2 separate regions of the Sus scrofa genome follow, and region 2 is linked to region 1. Evidence: chromatin contacts called from public promoter capture Hi-C data. All regions are on one chromosome and are shown on one strand. The core of a region is the stretch at or near the end of the contact, and the rest is flanking DNA. Distances in the headings are between cores, read along the strand shown. Region 1 holds the start of HS1BP3 (HCLS1-binding protein 3). Region 2 holds the start of TTC32 (tetratricopeptide repeat protein 32).

Evidence for each region. Promoter capture Hi-C pulls out the DNA fragments that hold promoters and counts their contacts.
Region 2: a promoter capture Hi-C map of liver shows a contact between it and region 1, with 7 times the contacts expected there. The contact joins the promoter of TTC32 here to the promoter of HS1BP3 in region 1. A contact is called at or near these places in 1 of 5 promoter capture datasets (liver), 6 of 47 Hi-C or Micro-C datasets (alveolar macrophages, embryonic fibroblasts, heart right ventricle and 2 more) and 2 of 2 datasets of contacts at active chromatin or transcription factors (alveolar macrophages and skeletal muscle).

Annotation. Positions count from the first base shown.
Region 1 is chr3:117,606,753-117,610,779 of Sscrofa11.1, reverse strand. HS1BP3 (HCLS1-binding protein 3) reads right to left here and starts at 1,793. Exons shown (of 7, transcript XM_003354913.5): 1 at 1,682-1,793. The coding sequence starts at 1,713. LOC102157748 (a long non-coding RNA gene) reads left to right here and starts at 1,855. Exons shown (of 4, transcript XR_002342833.1): 1 at 1,855-2,189; 2 at 3,426-3,645.
Region 2 is chr3:118,270,725-118,275,019 of Sscrofa11.1, reverse strand. It overlaps TTC32 (tetratricopeptide repeat protein 32), which reads right to left and starts at 1,907. Exons shown (of 4, transcript XM_003125338.3): 1 at 1,859-1,907; 2 at 1,757-1,856. The coding sequence starts at 1,907. It overlaps WDR35 (WD repeat-containing protein 35), which reads right to left. Exons shown (of 29, transcript XM_021087811.1): 27 at 1,757-4,295.

The DNA.
Region 1 (4,027 bases), core at 544-3,043:
TGTGACACCTCAGCCGGGGAGGCCTATCTGGACGGTCCCCTGCCCCCAGGCCCCCAGCTCTGCGCCACATCCCTCGACACTCTTCCTGCCTCACTCCCCTCGGGCCACAGTGGCCTCCTCGCTGGGGCCCAAGCACCCCTCTGCCCCAGAACCTTGGCTCCTGCTGTGCCCTCTGCCCAGTACATTCTTTCTTAAAATTGCCCTTTCGTTTGTCAGGCACCTGCCCACCCGCCACTCTCTCAGAAAGACCCTCCCAGCCCACGCCACGCCCTCCTCCTAGCACACTCTTTCCCCATCCCTTTATTTTCCTTCACACCATTTACCCCCCCTACACACCACGCATTTACCCACTGTCCACCTGCCCCATGGAAGTTTGGGAAAGGGGTTCACTGCTGTATCCTAGAACCACTCACCTGGCCTTCACCACCAGCCCCAGCATCTGTGAAGAAGCCCCGTGCAGGCGGGGCAGTGAGGGAAGCCATCCACCTGCTACCCCAGCTCCCAGCGCCAAAGTCACACCCTCATTGGTCTGCTCACACCTGCCAACCTCAAACGCCCTTTTTGCAGAAAAGGAAACTGAGACTCAGCGAGAGGGGGTGGGGGTGAGCTGTGTGGCACTAGGGACGCTTCTGCCAACGAGGACATGACCAGCAACCAGGCAGAGGACACCAAGCAAGGGCTGACATCAAGGTTCGATTAAAGAATCGTACTTTTCTAGACCAGCCTGAGGGCACAGGGATGTTCAGACTGCAGCTGGAAAAACACCACTCATTTGTGTAAGAGACTGATGCCTTAGTCCAAGATCTTGTGTAGAGGGAACAGGGTGGAGTATATGAAAATAGTTGCAGTGAGTGGCTAGACAGATATTAGAAAGGGGGGAAGTAAAAGCACGGACATCGCAGCCTTTCCAGGATCTGTTCTGCGCTGAGTCCTCCACCCGGAACCAGGGTGGGCCCACACTGCATCCTCTGCCTCCAGGGACCCTGCCAAGGCCTCTGCTCAAACTGCACTTGTCTGAGCCACCTGTTGGAGCAGCCGCCTCCTCTTCTCCCCCCTCACCTGGTTCATGCCCACTCCTCCAGCAGAGCCTGGCTTCATTCACTGCCTCCCAGAAGCCGGGGTTACACCCTGCCCTGTGTTCCCATGGCGACCGGAACCCACGACCCTGTCTCAGCATCGGTCTGCCTCCATCCTTGTTTCCCCTGCTGGGCCCAGCCTTGCCCGGTTCACCCCGTCCCCACTGCCGTGCACTGGGCCGTACACACGATGAGCGCTGAAAAGATACAAAACTAGGTTCCCGAAAAGAAATGAAGGCAGATGGACAGGAAAGGGGAGAAGTGAGCCTCCCTCTTTGCCCGCCTGCGCGGGACCTGCCCGTCCAGTCCTTCCAGTGGGTCTTGGGTGAGTTCATTAGCCCTTGCGGGGGGGGGGAGGCCTCAGTTTCCCCATCTGTAAAACGGGGGCACTCGCAGCTGCCCGCTTCTCCCGCGGGGCGGTGGAGGGGCCGAGCCCGGGTCAACGGCCCCCGCGCTGGGGAGCCTGGGCGGCAGACCGGGAGCCCGGGAGCCGCTGCCTCTGCCGGCTCCCGCGCCCTGGGAGCAACCGGCCGCGGCTCCCGGGCCCCCGAGCCCCCGACTCCACGCTGCCTGAGACGCGGCGCCAGGTGCGGGGTCGGGCTCACCTGGAGGTGACGAGCACCGCCGGGGACTGCATGACGGCGAGGCTCCGGGCGGGGCGCGCGGTCACGGGACCCGCAGGCGCCGGCGTCGCCGCGTCCCCGCCCCGCGCCCCGCCCGCCCCGGCCCGGCCCGGCCCCGGCCCGCCGCCTAGCGGCCACCGCGCTGGGCCGGACGCGCAGCGCTCGGCCGGTGCGTTTGCGGGCCTTGCTGGACCTCTGCGCAGGGACTGAGGGCGGAGGGCGTCCGCGGGCCCCCGGAGCTGAGCGGCCCCCGCGACCCTATGTCCGAGCCGTCCTGCTCGCACGCACGTCCTCGTCCTGGTGTGGGCCTCTCGTTATTAGTGACAGCGCCAGGTGCAAGCATCGGAGCGCCCAGGACCCTGCTTCAGACGTTCTGAGCTTTGATGAAACAGGGCATGGGCGGCCACGGCCCCAGGGATGCTCAGAGAGATGTTAGGAGGCTCCAATGAGGTGACAGAACCGGCAGATAAATTAGAGCCCTCCGTGAGGGGTGAGCTTCCAGGGGCCAACCGGGCCTGTCCAGCAAAAGCTGCTGGGAACTCGGGGTCTTTCTTCTCCCTCACTTAGGGGGCCTTGTTCTGAGGCTTGTTAAAACAGACAGGAAGACGCTCTTCAAGACTCCTGCAGCTGGGTCAGTGGGGAGAGGGCTCAGGAGTAGGTGAGGGTCGGGTAGGGGCTTCTTGCTGAAGGCAGGCCCAAGGGCTTAGAGGGGGTGGGGGAGGAGGCGCTGGTTCAGAGGGATCAGATATCCCGGGTGGGGATTCTCTCTAAACTGAGGGAGCAGGATTCTGCCTGAGACTGGGCTGGGCTGGCCAAGGACAGGGCAGGGACCAAAGTCCAGGCTCAGCTAAGAGAAGGTACAGAAGAATCTAAAGCTTAGTCAAGGAGACAGACTTCGTCACCCCAAGTTTCCTTCTTAGAGAGCTACTGAACCCCCTCTCTGGGTGCAGATCTCTCTCCCAGGTGCCCTCTCCTCCTTTCTTCTGACCCCAAGTCCCAGGGCTGTTCCCTGCCCTCTGGCAGGAGCAGGAGGGGCTTCTGCTTGACTGCATTTTCCCAAAGAACCAGCCTCCCGCCCCACCTGCACCACCTTGGAACTCTGGTCAACGAGTTCGCCAGCTCTTTTGCAACTGCCTGCAAAACGCTTAGCTCAGGGCCTGGGTCCTAGTGACCAGCAGTGTGTTTGTGTTGCTCTAATGTGTAGCCTGCCTGTCGCCAATACCTTGCAGGCCCCAGGATTCCAGAGTGCACACCGCTGGGGGCCTTGGCACACCTGGCGCCGGCCAAGAATACCACTGGTTCCCATGAAAGAGTAACCCTGTCCCGGAGAACAATCCCATTTTCTGCCTCTGTGGGTCCCACGTGCCCCTATGTGGCTCCAGCGGATAATTGTATACAATGCATGGAATGTGGAATCTAAATCTGATATTTTCTGCTTCCTGCCTGACTCGAGGAGCCCCTTCCATGGCTGAAGCTGCGGTAACGCAAACCACATTGCGGAGGAGCTTATAGTCCCCCTTCTTGCTGCCCTGGGAGGAGCGCTCCGGGCCTCAGTCACCCCCAGGGACGTCACTGGACCTCAGAGGCAGTGCGGTCAGTTAGAGACACCACAGCCAGCAGGGGGTCTAATCTGAATTCTGGCCATGCCGCTGTGCACCAGCACTGCCATGGTTTCTGGTGGGGTGGGTCTTCTGGGGACCCGCTGATGTGTCTCTGTCTTCTACAGTGATGCTTTGGCACCTCATGGGGCTGGCAGTCAGGTTGAGCAGAGCTACCACCTCATTTGTCACTCGGCGAACGCTCCTGGGCACAGCTCTGAGCCTGTGACCTCGCCAGGCCCTGGGAATGCAGAAGACACAGGCCTCCCTTGCGGGGCTCACATGCCACTCGGGAACAGGTGGAGCTGTCCACACGAGGGCAGGCCCAGGGTGCACGGGGAATGGCATGTAAGCAGCTCAGCTAGGGGTTGGGGCAGACAGGGGTTCTTCCAGGTGGATGTGGTGCCAGACGTGGGGCATGAAAAAGTGGGTACTCTTTGGCCTTGGTTTTCTCATTGGTAAAATAGAACTTTTAACTCATAGCACTGCTGTGAATTAAATGAGAAAACAGGTGACTGAAATAAGAGGAAATGTATGGCAGACTCTGTAGATGAGCTGCCCCAAAGCCATTCACAGCCTCTTCCTCTTTGCCTTTTACTGTCACAGAGGCTGCATAGGTAAAGCACTCAGGCTCTAAACCTCCCTTACAGTTAGAAGGTGCCATGTGACCTAATTCTGCCATCTATACAGAGGTTCTTGCAAAGAGACCTTACAAAGAGAAAGTTCTTTG
Region 2 (4,295 bases), core at 658-3,157, 660 kb before region 1:
AACAAGAGCTGAAAACTACATTTTCTATGCTTACTAACTTTTTTGGAAATTGGGTTTATGGCTAAGGCTGCACTTTTAGATATTAAAAGAAAATGTTATAATTTTTGGGGGGGCGCAGGGGGTGATACTATTTTACTGCTTGTTTCAAAACTTCTATTAACTATTATTCTAGGGTATTATTGAAATGAAAAAGTCATTTAATTTTCTCTTTAATCCTATGTAAGTTTAACAAACAGGAGAAGAATCTCAAGCTACATACTAATAAGACAAGCTGGAGTTCCCGTGGTGGCTCAATGGTTAATGAATCTGACTAGGAACCATGAGATTGCAGGTTCGATCCCTGGCCTTGCTCAGTGGGGTTAAGGATCGGCATTGCCCTGAGCTGTGGTGTAGGTCACAGATGCGACTCGGATCCCACGTTGCTGTGGCCCTGGTGTAGGCTGACGGCTACAGCTCCAATTCCACCTCTAACCTGGAAACCTCTATATGCTTCAGGTATGGCCCTAGAAAAGACCAAAAAAAAAAAAAAAAAAAAAAAAAAAAAAAAAAAACAACAAACAAAAACGGAATAAGACAAGCTGACATCCTGTCAAGAAAAGTCAAATCCTTGAGGGAAAAGGAGAGTGATAATGCAGACAACACGAAACTGTCAAAAGCTGTTCATTCAAACCCTCCTTGTTCTCTCTTCTCATCCGACCACTCAACACCATCAACAAGAACAACCACAGCAAAACTTGGAGCACAGCAAATGTTACACCTTCAAGCATCAATCTGAGATTCTTTGGGAAAGCAGGTATTAGCAGGTGAGGTTGCTAACATCACAAAAAAGACAGGCATTCCACGCTCTCTGTTGGAAGTACACAGCACCACTTCTAACAGTACTCTCACCACAACTCTGCATCTGAATTGGGTCAACCTCAGGATTTAACTACCAACTCACAAGCCATGTAGGAGGCAGAGGGCCCTATTAAATGACATCGGGGGATGAATACTGCAAATCCGAAATAGGGGAAACTCTGGGGACACATGATTCGGTTTCCTCACCAAATCAACTGCAAGGCAGAAAAACGAAGGCGAGCCCTATACAGTGAATTTGATGTGCATCCCAACTGGAACCAACAGCTAAAAACAAACCAACAAAGCAAGAATTTTACGGATCAATCAGGAAAGCTCTAAAGCTGGATATTTGATATTTGATATGTGATACCAATGCCGAGGTTAGGTCCTTGTAAATCCTTAATATCTAACAATGTATCCTGAAACATCCATGGATGCATAATATTATGTCCGGGATGAACTAATGTTTAAGCCCAGTGATGGCTACCTGGAGGTCCATTATACTATTTCCATACTAAATTTATTTTCATTAGTGAAAAACAAAACACCTGCTGTGATGCTGTGGTTGAAGTCGCGGTACTTTGTGCGCGAGCGTGGCACCCGTGGCATCGCGCCCTCACCAGGTCGCAGATACCCCACTTGTTAAAATGACAGCTGGAAAAGCGCTATCCGCTCTAAGACCGGATCAGAGTAACAAGGAATGAAGACACTCAAGCTGAAAGGCAGCCGGTACCCCCGTGCTCTGACTCCCCGGTGGGTGTCCCAGAGGAACGCGAGGGGCCGCGGGCCAGGATACTCCCTTCACCGCCCTTCGGGAAACTAAACGAATGCCCGAGGTACCCTTGAGTGGTGAGATCAGACAACCCAGGCTACTCCCACCTAGCGGAGACCCCGCACCCCCACATCTCGCGATATTTACCTCCAGGGCGCCGCTCCCTCGGAGCCCGCACAGGCGCACTGGCGAATGTAAGCGGAGTACAGTGCTTCGGCCTCCGCATATTCGCCTTTCTTGAAATGACCTGGGCACGTGCGAGGGTTACGGGGCTTTCTTGCCCTTGCTGCCCTTCCATAGTAGTCGGAGACCTAGCTTTCCTTGTAGAACTGAGGGTGATTTCTGAGCGACTAGAGGCAGCACCACAAGGCCACTCCCCCACCCCGGAATTTATCGCGTAGGCAAAACCTCGGAGCAAGCAGGGGGGAAGTTTGTACCTTCCGCGGACCCGTCTTCTCGCGAGATCAGTGACACCGCCCCCGGAGGGCTCAGAAACTTTAAAACTTGTGCGGACAGAGACACTTCTGTAAAGTGCGGTTTTGTTGATGAGTGGTGCTTCCGCTGGCCTCGTTTCCAGAGAAGCAGTAGATCGGCAGCTCCAGACTGGTTTCTAAGACCGTGGTCAGAAGTTGCAAGAAGCTTTGCCCGTTGTTACAGCGAATGGTGGAGGATGCGGGGTGCAGTGGCTGATCGTGCTGGGAGCGTAAAAGACCTTGGTTTGTTTTACGAATGGCTAAACGGCCCGTGGAGTTACTGTTATCGCAGCACTTTTCTGGTTCTGCGTCCGCCCTCTAGACGGTATTTTCAGTCGGCTGGATTACATTGAGACATTTTGTGTTGAAATTCCAGGAGCTTAGTGTCCCATAGTCGTGAGTCTTATTTCAGACTCAACCTTTTATTAACTCCAAGGCCGTAGACTGCAAATTTCTCAACCTTTTAAAACCTCCAGAATAGTATAGGAATTGACTGAACTGTTTAGGAGTTCCCGTAGTGGCTCAGCAGAACGAATCCGACTAGGAACCATGAGGTTGTGGGTTCGATCCCTGGCCTCGCTCAGTGGGTTAAGGATCCAGCGTTGGTTTGAGCTGTGGTGTAGGTCGCAGATGCAGTCGCAGATGCAGCTCGGATACTGCGTTGCTGTGGCTGTGGTGTAGGCTGGCAGCTGTAGCTCTGATTAGTTCCTAGCCTGGGACCCTCCATATGCCATGGATGCAGCCCTAAAAGGCAAAAATAATATTAATAATAAATAAAATAAAATTACCTTAAAAAATAAAATACATAGGAATTAACCAAGGAGAGAAGGACTTGTATAATGAAACTGCAAATTGTTGATGAAGGAAATTAAAGCCATAAATAGACATCCCTTGTTCATACTAAAGCAATTTACAGATTCAATGGAATGCCTATCAAAATCCCAATGGTATTTTTACAGAAATATAAAAATCTATCCTAAAATTCATAAGAAATTCCAAGGGATGGATTCCAAATAGCCAAAACAGTCTTGAGGAATTCCCTGGTGACCTAGGGGGTTAAGGATCCCATGGTGTCACTATCTTGAAAAAGAATAAAGTTTGGGACTCACACTGAATTAAAAACTTATCAAAGCAACAGTAATCAAAACAGTGTGGATTTGCATAAAGACAGTCTTTTCAGTAAATGGTGCTGAAAAAACCATTTATTGGAAAGAGTGAAGATGGACCTAAATGCCACATTAAAAAATTAACCAAGGTGGATTAAAGACCTAAATGTAAGAGCTAAAAATTTTAAGTTCTCAGAAGAAAACATAAAGCAAAGTCTTCATGACACTGAATTTGGCAATGTTTTCTTGGGTATGACACCAAAGGACAGGCAGTGAAAGGAAAAATAGACAAACTGGACTTTATGAAAATTAAAACCTTTTGTGCAGCAAAAGACTATCAACAAATAACCCAGAGAATGAGAGAAAATATTTGCAAATCACATATCTGATAAGGATGAGGAATGTAAACATGGAGGTTCTGTGGAGCAGGTTTGGTCTGGTGTGTCCATCCAAGGGATTCTGACGTGGTGTCTCCATCACACCTGAGAAGCTCTGATCTACAGGACACTAGAGGGCCCTGCCCAGCGACTGAGGTGCTGGAACCCGGCTCAGCTGCTGTCCCTCTCTGACTCTCGCCTGTCTTCCACACAGTCCACCTGCACTTGGGGCTTTGCCTGCAGGGTGGCAGCATCAAGACTTCCCTCAGCCAGCTCACCCCAAAATACAGCTACAAGATGACCTGCTGAGAGTGTCGTGTTCACCTGCAACCCCATCTGCCTCAAGAAATGTAACCACCACCACAACCTGTACCCCAAGTAGTTGAATAAGCCTTCTCCATGGGCTCTTCCTTCCCCCACAGGGCAGCCTCCTGCCTGAGCCCCATGGCTGTGGAGCCTCAGTAAAGACTCCCTGTCACTGACTGGGGCAGTAAAAATAAATAACAATTAATACTCTGTTTGGGAAAAGTGTCTTGGGAACTTGTTTCGGAACAAGCAATTTGAGAAGAATGCACTAACCATTCTGTCTCTAGCCTGCTGCTCTAATCTGCAGATCCTGGACTTGAGCTGCAACACTTCCAGCCTCCAGCCGACCATGCTCACTTCAGACTGGCCCCCACAATCTGAATTGGCTCTTGCTAGGGGTTGAATTGGAGCTACAGCTGCTGAC